Linked DNA regions of Sus scrofa: all the other regions are linked to region 1. The links are chromatin contacts, called in public HiChIP or PLAC-seq maps. All regions are on one chromosome and are shown on one strand. Each heading gives the region's core, a stretch centred on a gene start, on an enhancer-like site or on the middle of the called end of the contact. The rest is flanking DNA. Distances are from core to core; before and after follow the strand shown. Region 1 overlaps TNIK (TRAF2 and NCK-interacting protein kinase). Region 2 overlaps TNIK (TRAF2 and NCK-interacting protein kinase). Region 3 overlaps TNIK (TRAF2 and NCK-interacting protein kinase).

Evidence for each region. HiChIP or PLAC-seq counts read pairs in DNA pulled down with a chosen protein or histone mark.
Region 2: an H3K27ac HiChIP or PLAC-seq map of alveolar macrophages shows a contact between it and region 1. The contact joins two enhancer-like sites. A contact is called at or near these places in 1 of 47 Hi-C or Micro-C datasets (skeletal muscle) and 2 of 2 datasets of contacts at active chromatin or transcription factors (alveolar macrophages and skeletal muscle).
Region 3: an H3K27ac HiChIP or PLAC-seq map of alveolar macrophages shows a contact between it and region 1. The contact joins two enhancer-like sites. A contact is called at or near these places in 2 of 47 Hi-C or Micro-C datasets (embryonic fibroblasts and fibroblasts) and 2 of 2 datasets of contacts at active chromatin or transcription factors (alveolar macrophages and skeletal muscle).

Annotation. Positions count from the first base shown.
Region 1 is chr13:109,989,700-109,993,919 of Sscrofa11.1, forward strand. All of the region lies in intron 1 of TNIK (TRAF2 and NCK-interacting protein kinase), which reads right to left. Among named protein-coding and RNA genes, the nearest start is that of TNIK, 61 kb to the right of the region's middle. Within about 2 kb of position 2,607, at least 7 of the 83 cell types and tissues checked have an H3K27ac peak or open chromatin away from gene starts, as enhancers often do. A contact at or near this core is called in alveolar macrophages, where this site is marked.
Region 2 is chr13:109,845,428-109,849,574 of Sscrofa11.1, forward strand. The region is part of intron 2 of TNIK (TRAF2 and NCK-interacting protein kinase); the gene reads right to left. Among named protein-coding and RNA genes, the nearest start is that of TNIK, 200 kb to the right of the region's middle. Within about 2 kb of position 2,079, at least 14 of the 83 cell types and tissues checked have an H3K27ac peak or open chromatin away from gene starts, as enhancers often do. A contact at or near this core is called in alveolar macrophages, where this site is marked.
Region 3 is chr13:109,817,653-109,821,494 of Sscrofa11.1, forward strand. The region is part of intron 2 of TNIK (TRAF2 and NCK-interacting protein kinase); the gene reads right to left. Among named protein-coding and RNA genes, the nearest start is that of SLC2A2, 210 kb to the left of the region's middle. Within about 2 kb of position 2,074, at least 4 of the 83 cell types and tissues checked have an H3K27ac peak or open chromatin away from gene starts, as enhancers often do. A contact at or near this core is called in alveolar macrophages, where this site is marked.

The DNA.
Region 1 (4,220 bases), core at 1,357-3,856:
CTTTTTTTTTTTTTAAAGAGAAATTTGCCCCAGGGAGTTTTTCAACAGAATGTCTTGTTTTCAAGCAAAATTAATACCTGTATCCATCACACAAAGTAGCAAATAATAAAGGAGTACCCCCAAAAGCACAAACAGAGCCATGGCAGTTAGAGAAAGGGGGAATTCCTTCCAATAGGCAAGAAGCAAAGAATATTTGGTTTAGGGGCATGAGTTTGAGCCCAAATGTTGAAAGGCAGCATTTGGACAAATGCAAATGGTAGGAGTCATCCAGTTGGACTCAGAGCAGGTAAGTTCAGGGCAGGGACAGATGAAGGGACGTGGTGGAGGGCTGGATGTTTAAAGCTCACAATATCCAATTGGGTGGCTGTGAGAAAAGTGCGGTGAGGGCTGGGGTAGGCAAGACCAGATGAAAGGTAGTGACAGAAATCCCCACAAAAGGTTCACGGGGTTCCACCTAAAAGAAAGACATGTTGACATATTAATGGGCAGTATATTCAGTGCATGAAAACAGCACATTCTTGATCTGCCCAAAGACAGTCAGTAGTGATTCTAATGCCTTGTTAAAGAGTTATCATACATAAGGATCTTTTAAATGCATTCTTTAGTCTCCTAAGAGAAGAAACACGTTTTACTGGGCATAAGAATAGCCATCCTAGTTTGTCCCAAAGAAAGAGGTTCCATAACTTTCCTGTTTTCTCTCCAATAAAAACATTGGCTATCCCCTTTTGACACAGTGTAGCATGCCCATATAAGTCACATTTCTAGGAACCATTATAGGAGGGCCACTCTATCAGTATATGTAAGGGCGACAGCCTTCTCCCCGGCTCAGTGGGTTTTCTCCGGTTGCACAAGTATAAACACATGGAGAATGTGAAGAATGTATCCAAGTTTGGCAGCCTGGCCACATTCTGCCTGGAGAAGTGCCCCCAAATGGTGCGAACTGAAGCGAAACAGCCACAGAAGCAAAATGCAATTTCGAGATCAGTGCAGACCCAGCTGCCCTTGTCTCTTAGACATTCCTGGCTGGAATTCCACTGAGCAAATGTGGGGGAAGAGAAGACAGGACAGACCAGAGGATCAGGAAATATCCAGCTGCATCCAGAGGGAACAGTCACCAAAAAAAAAAAAAAAAAAAAAAAAAAAACATGAGTTAAGCATGCAAACAGCAATTTCCCTGCAGGAATGCCCCCAAGGGCAGATCTGTAAATTATCTCTAGATATTTCTTTTCAGTCACGCCAGGACCTTATGGCTGATTCGTAAACCCTGCCTGGTGAACCTTATGATGGTCCCCTAAGGGGTCAGTTGTAGGTCCATAAACACAGCTTCCACTATTTGACCCGAAATCCAAATGGAATAATGTCACCCCCACAGAGCACTTCCTCATTTAGCCAATTCTGAATTTTTTTTCTCAAAAAATTCTATCAAGAGTGACTGTTATACCCACAGAAGGACAAGAGTTCAAGGAAAAGAATCAGTCATTTCTTTCCTGATTTTAATGTACCAACAAATGGGTCAAATTCAATGTTCATTTCTCAGGTCTTTTATTTTATTCCAAGCCTACACAGGACACTAATGGGAAAAAAAATCATTCATTCTTCGACAAATATATATTAAGTACTTAGGACTGCATCTCATCAATTCTAAAATACACATATTTTTTTCACATTTGATCATCTCTGGAATTGAAATACTGCTGAAAATTAACAAGGGTTTTCCTCCTTGGTACATAAAAGAGCATCTGACAATTACACTTGTCACACAGGAACTGTTCAGTACTTCTCAACTGGGTAAAACCACCTTTCCCCTTGACTTTGTCCTTTCCTCTTGAGTGCATCCTTGGACACTGTTACCAGAGCAACCTCTCGGGTCATGTAACCCTTCTCCCTGATTTAAATGAGCCAAAGAATTCCCTTTGCCCGTGGCTAAGAAGGAGTAGGAGGCCCAGGACGTGGCCCAGAGCTGCTCTCTCCCATTATCTCCTTGTGCCTCCTGCCAAATTATGAGCATTTTCCTCAAAATACCAAATTTCTCTCAATTCCATGTAACTTTTTTTTTTTTTTTTTTTTTTTTTTTGCTTTTTAGGGCCACTCCAGAGGCCACAGAGGTTCCCAAGATAGGGGTAAAATCAGAGCTGCAGCTGCCAACCTACACCACAGCTACAGAAATACCTGATCTGAGCTGCATCTGTGACCTACACCACAGCTCACGGCAACGCTGAATCCCTGACCCACTGAGCAAGGCCAGGGATTGAACCCATATACTTATGGATACTGGTTGGATTCATTTCCACTGCTTCACAACAGGAACTCCCCACATAACTTTTGGGATTCAGCTCAAGGATAAACTACCTGAAATCTCTTTCTCTGATACCTCCTCTTCCCCACGGAAGAAATCAATGTCCATCTTCTGATGTCCCACAACCTCCTTGCTATATTATAGCATTGCCCTACGATTATTTGGGGTTCTTTATCTCCTCCAAAAGACCATGATTGCTGTGAAGGGAAAGGCTGAATCTTGCATGTTTCTGATGCAAAGCCCTTGGGATTCTGCCCATGATGGAGCTGGAGATCAAAACAAAATTCTTGAAAGGATGGATGAACAAACCCCATGACACTCTTTCCTTCCTCATTTCACAGGGTGACTCACATTTGCAAGTTCACGACTCTCTAGGTCATCAGAAATCAGATAGGAGTTCACGTCTTCTTGGTTACTTTTAAAGTCTCAGGTCTCCTCTGTCTGAAAAGTGAAAATTCTAGACTGATGATCTCTAAGTTCCCTTATGACCTACAATTCTGTCATTCACACACCAGTGAAAACTACCTGCTATTCTGATATCTGGCACTGATCAAATACTGCTTTCCACAATGGAATCATCTTTTGAAAATGGATTCTGAGACTGGTGAAACAGCCTGTGCTCAAGACTCTCAAGGTTGTATGTTGGGGAGAGAGGGCATGTCTAAAAGTCCAGGGCAAATGTATCATTTGAAAAGGCATATTCAGTATAATTTTAGATCTAGAAAACAAATACTCTCCTTTTTCATTACAAGCAAAAGAAGATAAGATTTGATAAAGTAAGCTTGGCAGATGGAAAAAGAAAAAAGACAGTGATTCCCTATGGAAGAGAAGGCATGATATTTTCATAACGTGTAGCATAGGTTTTAGAAGCTCACAGAACACTATTATAAAAACTAACATGGCATAGTCTCTGGTACTACTCTGGGTTCAAATTCCAAATCTGTCTTCTATAAGCAGCTCTGTGATTCTGAACACTTAATCTTCTCCCAGCCTTAGGTTTTTGTTGTTGTTGTTGTTGTTGTTGTTGTTTGCTTTTTAGGGCCGCACTCATGGCATATGGGAAGTTCTCAGGCTAGGGGTCCAATCAGAGCTGCAACTGCCAGCCTATGCCACAGCCACAGCAATGCCAGATCTGAATGCATCTTCGACCTACACCAGAGCTCACAGCAACACCAGATCGTTAACCCATTGAGCAAAGCCAGGGATTGAACCCGCATCCTCATGGATAATAGTAGGGCTCGATTCTGCTGTGCCAAAGTGGAAACTCCCTCCCAGCCTTAGTTTTGATATCAGTAAAATAGGGATTATCATACACATCTCATAAGGTCATTCTTAAAGACTGCATATAAAGCTCCTCTAACAGTGCTTGGCATTTAACAGGCTCCTAATAAATGGTCTCAATTATTACAAGCAGTATTACTAATATCCTTTTCTTCAATCACAGAGATCACATTACATGCTCCATTACATGGCATGGGATGGTGGAGATGCTCTCAGGAAATTGGCAAATGGTGATGGTGATGATGACAATGATGAAGATGATGTCAGATGAAGCAATAAGTATCCATGGAGTGGCATCTGATTTTTTAAATAGGTACTGAAAAGAGATCTTTTTATGATTTACCTGCTTTTTAGCAAGCATTTTTTTTTATTTATGAACCACAGATACCAAGAGTGCTTATGACATATGTGTGCAGTTTAATAAAAACTGCAATAAACTAAACACAGTGACCATCCCTGGAGCCACTACCCAGCTTAGCAAACAGAACATTCCCACTCTGACATCATCTGGAGGAACTTCCTCCCACTTCCAATAGAAACTCCTACCTTGAATTTCATGTTTCTTATGTCTATCATTTCTTGCCTTTTTCAAAAAAGTTTTCTTCAGATCTAATTCACAAACCATGCAATCAGTCATTTGAAG
Region 2 (4,147 bases), core at 829-3,328, 140 kb before region 1:
TACAAATACTTCTGGAGAATTCAGTAGAACAAAACATATAACTAGCTGGCCTTCCACTGTTTCACTAACCTCTTTTTAAAAACATACAACTTTCACACCCCACTCCTGGTACCAAAACAAAACGAAACAACCCCCCCCCCGCCCCCGCCACACACACACACACACACACACACACACACGAAGAAAAAAAAGCAACCCATAAAAAACAAAAAGAAAAACCCCACACACAACTGGCAAAATTATGATGTTTCATAACTTTTAGGATTTGATCATGGCTCAGATAATCAGCCATCTCAACCTCTCTTTAGATTTCATCAAAAAAAAAAAAAAATCTGCTCTTAACTCCTCAATTCATACCAAAATACAAATGACTAGTAACACATTAAGTACCCTCCTTCATAAGAATTACATTATTTTAAGCAATAAATAATAGTAACTTCTAGTACTTACAGAACAACACAACAAAGACATTCTGGAACTCATTATACTTATCTTCTTAATGTGGGGTATCCGTTATTAAAAGCATTTTAAAGAATAAAACCCCAAAATAGTCTTTAAATGATGAACTGATTTTCTTTAAGCCCATTCTCCAATTCTTCTGACCCCAAAGACCACCCACGCTCTTCCCCTATCAGGCTGTCACAAGACAAAGAAATGATGAATTAATTTATAGGATTTCAGGCTTTACCTGGATGACTGGAGAAGTCAATTCCTAGGGTTTTAATATTTGCTCCCAACTTTCTATTAAACCAGACTCCCTGCACCTGTAAATTTCGTTTCTGGGTATATATCACCAAAATAAGCTAAGATACAACCATCACCCAGAAGTTCACATTGCGTTGATTTTAACAAAACCGTAAGCCTCTCTTTTCGATGGAAAACAAACTATGATATTATTATGAATCACATGTCTATTACTGGACAAAAACTCTCAACTACTGACCAAAAGAGATGCATTATCTAGCTACCCCTTTCCAACTAAGAGCTAAGTCCTAAATAAAAAAATAAAATAAAAAAATCTCAGTTTCATAACTCAATCCATCATATTGTGATAAAGTTTGTGGGCAGATAACACAATAGAGATCCTGAAAGGGATGTGCAAAATATAAGCACAAAAAGTCTATTTGGGGAAAATATGATTTTTCTGTCTTCAAATAAGGAAGATGAGTATTTTCTCATTGGGGGTATGGTAATGGCTTTGGGAATTGTGGTCTGAAAAGCACAATGAAAAGGAATCTAGCATGTAGATTAATCATATGGCTTTTTGCAAAGATTCAAAATGAGGAAACCTTTGAATGCACTGAAGATCACTTAGAATCTGCAGTGCTCATCCTGCCTCAGTTCCATCCCCCAATTTTGGTTCAAAACATCTTATTCTGCCAGGCTAAAGCTGGTTTTGAAGTTGAAATGTGTTTTGCTTGATGCCAATTTAGTTTAGAAAATAAAAGAGCGAAACTCTTGAAAGAAACGTCTGGCTAATAACACCTGATACAGGCAGAGACACTATTAATCATGCCTTTGGTTTACAGAAAATCCCAGGTTCAAATAAATCCAAAAGATCCCTCAACGTCTATCGCCTGACTCTGCATGAAGAAACAGTAGATTTTTCTAAAGCAGCCTGGGTGACAAATGCTGTCTGGTTATAAGCGACGCTCCTGACTTAGGTAGAGCCAAGGCAGTTTCAGAATCAAACTACACATCATCTTGAAAGTACCCTGTTTTGCAAACACCGGATACAAGCTTTAGCTATTTTTCTATGCACCCCCTAGACATCACCTGCTCATCAACAGATTTTAAAACATCTTGCAGGGGCAAATGTCCAAAAAAGGTGTTCACAGGTAGCCCAAGTACTTATCTACTCTACTCCCTCTTCAAAAGCAGTGGAGAGTAAATACAAAGTGGTCTGGTAAGTCAGGAGATGAGGTGAATTCAGGCTGGGCTGTGACTACAGGCAGAAGAATGGTTTGTGTCTCAGGCCCAAAGGAACAAAGCTGATTCTGTTGTGTATCCTCAGGTGCCATAGCTCATAGCCCCAGGAACCTCTAGACACCACAGGGGTGGCTGCTGCTCAGTGTTTCAGAAATGTCCTTCCGTTGAAAGGACACTGCAAAGCCACAAACACCACAAGAGTTTGCTCTGTACTTTCTAAGCCCTCGACGGTTTGAAATTTGACACATCTCCTTGGGTTCACAGTCACAGTGGGTACTGGATTATTAGTTCCCCGTGGAACCAGAAGGAAGGTGGGTCTACAGAACCACAGAAGGGCCCTGACAACAAAGTATTCTGAGCAGCCCTGGAGACAGACACTTACTGCATGGCCGTGCAAGGAAAGAAAGAAGGAAAACGTAAATCCCCACAAGGCCAAAAGGAAACATGTCTGTGGCCTCACCACTTAGCCAGTTTCAAGTATGGCTGTTGTTTCAAAATGTTTCCCAGTCTTGTTTTCTTCCTCCATTATTTTCTCCTACTTCACTGCATGTGAGAACTGAAAGCTAACTATTAGAAATTCTCACACTGCCAGAAATTCAACAAATGAATCTGCAATTCCCAAGGCCCAGGGCCTAGAGAAATACCAGCTGAGAATTAAAATAAGGAGAAGGAAAAATCTATAAAGAGGTTAATTAGCTTATGTGGTACAGTCGGGGATATAGAGCATTTTTTTTGCTGGGAAATAGCCAGGGTGTGCCCCTGGGGAGACGCTGGCGTCTTAACCAAGTGAGAGGCTTGGGGAGCTCTTCTCTGCAATACCTCACAAGCACTCAAACACAAAAGCCACAGACATGCAGGACAAAGGCTCATGGGCAGCTTGTTCATGAAACCTCGGGAAACACTATATTCTCCCCCAGCCAATTTCCTCTAAGCTTCGAGGTCAGACAAAAGTTTGAAGAGGGTGAATAACTGAGGGTCATCTGATTTACTTCCTACTGACACAAGAGAGAGGCCATTTATTCCCACGAGTGGGGATGGATGGATTTGGAACCATCCCCATTCTGATGGCTGGGCTTCTCTATGACAGCAGAAGGGCATCTGGAAGAAGCCTCGCTGGGATGAATGGGGGTAGGAGGCCAAGGATCAAAGTAAACTAAATGCTCACACAGGACAGTACAATAACTCTGGCCTCCTTTAGGCAGAGACAGTTGTTCACACTTCACCAAGGAGTGGATGTGTGACCGACAGTGCATGTTTTCAGTTTGGTGTGAAAAATCAGGGAAAAAAACAAAAACAAAAAAACGAGCTCTGTCACTGAGAGGGATACTTTGACTTCCCCTGGTCTGAACATCCTTTCCATTTTTCTTTAAACTTGAACAGTACCCACCATGAACTATTTATTCTAGCTCTAAAGTGGAGCAGACAGGATGAGCGGTTGCACTGAAATGGTCGGGAGAAAAAGGAAGCCATGAAGGAGGCAGCCTTGACCTGTTCCGTCTCAGTGGAAGGTGCCGCTTGCCCCCGTGTGGCTCTCGGTGGAGGTCCTAGAGTGTTTGAAGAATCAGGGAACTGTGTGTGGGGAGGACCAGGGCGTGTGCTGCTCTGGGGCTGGGAATTCACTTTCCCCATGCTCAACAAGAAGCAAATTTAAGCCAATGACGTATACCTGTCCCCATTAGAGCAGCACATGAATTTACTCAGCCTTGCAGGCATCCAAATCCCAGCTAGACTGCTACCAGCCATGTGCCCCTTAGTCACCTCATCTAAGAATAATAACAGCTCCCAACTCAGAAAGGCACAGAGAGTCCATGTAAAACACAAAACAGATACTCACAACACGATGACTCTCCTTTCTACCGCAGCCTAATTTAATTGTATTTATGCTCATCACAGCCCTCTGTCCTTGTGATCTGTCTTCTCAGTATGGAAAATAACACTTTGATGATAATAAAAGCAACCTGGGCATCACAGGTACTTGAAAAGCCATGCAGCTTGTAAAGCCCAGCCTGGGTTCCCACGGGCACCCGAGAGAGCCGGGGGGCCATCAGCCCAGAGCACCCTCCTTGGGGAACATTATCGGTGCTTTTGATGTGATGTTCTGGGGGCCAGCATTCCTGCTCTTTCACCCCAGCCCAGACTCTGATTGCACCGCACTGCCCTTGGGGAGTGATTTCCACATATGCTGCCTGCCGGCAACACAGCTTCTCCAAACACTTCT
Region 3 (3,842 bases), core at 824-3,323, 170 kb before region 1:
ACCCACTGAGCAAGGCCAGGGATCAAATCTTAGTCCTCATGGATGCTAGTCAGATTTTTCCGCTGAGCCACAATGGGAACTCCCTTTTTTTCTTTTTTTTGTAGCACTTGAGACACATGAAAGTTCTTGGGCCAGGGATTGAAACCGAGCTGCACCTGCACCTATGCCACAGCAGTAGCAATGCCAGATCCTTAACCCATTTCACCACAGCAGGAACTCCAACACATAAACCTTAAATGCTTTGAAGACTGATCGCCATTTAATGTTTATTTTGTAAAACTCTCCATCACTTTCGGGGTTTTTTTTCGGGTCTTCTGGGTTTCTTTTCACAGTGGTTATCAGGTTAAATAAAAAAGACAACACTGAATGATTTGGTTCTACCTCCTCTCCAAGGTGAGGAGGGCTTGAGTGAGAGGTGGATTTATGTAGAAGGGAAGCCAGTTCTGGGTAGAGGAGACACAGGTAGCTCCTTGGTCAGAAAGCACTCAGTGTGTGGGTATGTGAGGAGACTTTCGTTTCCTTGATTATTAAAGTAATCTTGTATTGTAACAGTCTCAAATGGATGTGATTCTGCTGTTAATCACTGAAGCCTGTTAATCTATCTTTATCTCAAAAGGGGGCCTAAAACAAAACAGATAGCAATCAATCCAAATACATGGTCAGAGAGACAGTATTGAGCATAAGGAACTACTTCCCCAGACAGGGTGTCTCTGGTCTTTGGAACCACAGGGAAGCATCAACCACATGGAATTGGAAGAGAACAGGGTGTGGTGAGGGGCAATCCCTAAAGAGAAGCTTTCTTTGCACTTGCTCCTTGAGAAACCTAGAGTCTGCATCTGACTCTCAGTAGTGAAGATGGTCAATATTCACTTCTAAATGCATTTCCCTACCAGTGATATCAGGCAGTGAGATACTCTCCCAGATCAGCTGGATTCAAATTCCAGCCGCATGACTTTAGGCAAGTCCTTCAACCTTCTAGGTCTCAGCTCCCTCATCTGAAAAATGGAAATAATCATAGTATCTAAGTCACTGTATAACAGGGAGGATTAAGGGAGATAATGTATACATAGTGCTTGGCAGCATCTGGCACAGAACAGCCATTAGCAGATGCTGGCTATAATTAGGTGTGGTCCTGTCTTGCGATAATTTTTTTCTTCTTTGTCTTTTGTCTTTTTAGGGCCACACCCGCAGCATATGGAAGCTCTCAGACTAGGGGTCTAATCGGAGCTGTTGCTGCCGGCCTACTCCAGAGCCACAGCTACGCGGGATCCGAGCCAGCAATGCCGAATCCTTAACCCACTGAGTAAGGCCAGGGGTCGAACCTGCAACCTCATGGGTCCTAGGTGGGTTCGTTTCTGCTGTGCCAAGACGGGAACTCCCTTGTGATTAATTTTTAATGTTGTCTTCCCTTTTGGGCTCCATGTGTCACAAAGGCAAGGACCATGTCTCATCACTGTACTTTCAGTACCTGGAGCAGTGGTTCCTCTCCTGTGGATGGGGTGGCATGTTTATGCATGGACACAGCAGGTAATGGGGGCATGTCCACGTGAGACTGGAGGAGAGAGGCTTGGCACTGCCTGCTTCTGCACTCTGCATATAGCTCAGCTTTTTGCATGTATCAGCTTCCTTCACCTCTCAAGCAATTCTGCTCCTTCTCTTTCTTCCTCACTCAGGAAAGAGCACGAAGAAGACATTCGATCAATCATCCAATATGGTTGTGTAGGGACTTCAACTTTTAAGAACTTGAGGGAGGGGGCTGAAGTGTTACCCCACAAAGAGTCCTAGACCAGAATCCCAGAGGCCTGGTCCTGTCTGTGACCAGGTAGTTCACTGGGGGCAAGCTACGTAGCCCATCTGGGCCCTAGTTTCCCCATCCTCAAAATGTGGGGAGACTAGGCTCAGGGGTTGGAGGGAGGGACCACCCCTTCCCACTCCAAGAACATTTAGGAAAATTAGTTAAAAATTTAGTTTTCACAATGACCAAGTAGGGAGAATAGTGCTAGTGATATTCAGTGCCCAGGGGCCAGAAACACAAACTTCCTTCAGAGCCTGGATCAGTATCCCATAAAGGAGAAGTACCAACAGTGCCCTCTGCTGAGAGGCACTGAATGACCTCCAGGGTTGTCTTAGACCCAATAGAGTCTGTGTTGCTATCATGATCACCTTAGCAAAGGAATCAGCAGCTCCTCTTTAGGAACAGAAAGTCTTTAAAGACCATGAATCATACCTTAAACAATGGCTACTTCTCTGCTAAAGCAGAGAAGGAGGGTAGGGGAACTGCAAACAAATACCGAGGGTGTGGCTGACATCACACAGCTGAATCACCCTGAAATTCTCTTAATGGTACCAAGCAGCTAGAGAAGAGGAACACCTGGGTATGTCTTGCAGGGACCCTTAAAAATGACTCCCTCCCTCTCTCCCACACCACCTTGGCAGGTTCCCACCTACTCTTACCTGTGGTCCTTGACACTAAATTATTTGCATTCTCTAAATGTACTGTATGGTTTCTGCTTCTCTGATGGTGTCTTTTCTTTTTAGGTCTGCACCCATGGCATTCGGAAGTTCCCAGGCTAGGGGTCGAATTGGAGCTACAGCTGCCAACCTACACTACAGCCACAGCAACATGGGATCTGAGCCATGTCTGCAACCTCACTGCAGCTCATGGCAAAGCCAGATCCTTAACTTGCTGAGTGGGGTCAGGGATCGAACCCACATTCTCATAGATACCAGTCAGATTCGTTACCACTGAGCCATAACAGGAACTCCTAAACTTACTTTGTAGATTCAATTCAAGTATCGCCTCCTCTGAAACCTCACTGCCAGTTGCCCCTGGCCTCTGTGCTACTAATGAACATATCCATGTTTCTACTATGCACTGACCCCAAAGGACCACTGATTTCCTTCTCTCCTTGACTGAAGCAGAGGCTTGACCCTCTGCCTCCCAATTCCCTCTCTTTCCCTGTGGGAAACTGTGAGACACCTCTGCCAACACAGTTTGAGAAATGTTACACTAGCAACAAGGAATCTTCTTCGAATAATTTGTTACAGGGACATGTCAACACCTAGTTCTTTCCATCAGCAGCCAGGGAGGGAGCAGACAGGATACAAGCAATCCACTTTACATTTCAAATGGAAGGAGCGTTGGGCATTGAGCTGTTCTTGGTTTGAAATAAATATCTGTAGCTTTTTTGAACTTAGGGTACATGGTTGTTTTTGTCTTTGTTTTAGTAATTATTAGTTGTTGAAGGTAACACTGGAAAAGAAAACAATCCACTTCTCCTCCATTTTAAATTTCACTTCCAAGCTAAAAGAAGAGTTCTCCATGGGTCTGACAGATAACTGAATAATACACCTCGGGGATGGCGGTTTGGGCTTAAATGAGCTCCTGGAGGTGGAACAATTGGCAGCCTCAGCTCTGTTCCAGACGAAGGTGTCCCGTGCTCTGGAACAGGAAGGCTGCTGAGCTGCCAACCTTCGATGAGGGAGGCTGCCCAGTGTGAGTTGCCTTTGACATCACTGGAGGATGCCAAAGAGAATTAGGATCCAGATGAAGGCAGACTTTGAGGGAATGGCTAGGAATTAGCTGACCTAAAGATCACTGGAAACCTGAGGCACAGTCACTGTTAAGATGATGTTTCAAGAGACAACTTCATAAAGTCACAAATAAATTGAGTAGGAAAAGCCCCTAAGGTGCCTACTACAATCTTACAGAGATGAGGTGAAAATCTCACAACTAATGAGGAACCCAAACCTAGGGCACTTTCTCATCTGTTCCACTGTTGCCTTCCAACTCCTGAATTAGAAATCCTTATCACTAAAACTTAAATATATATATATATATA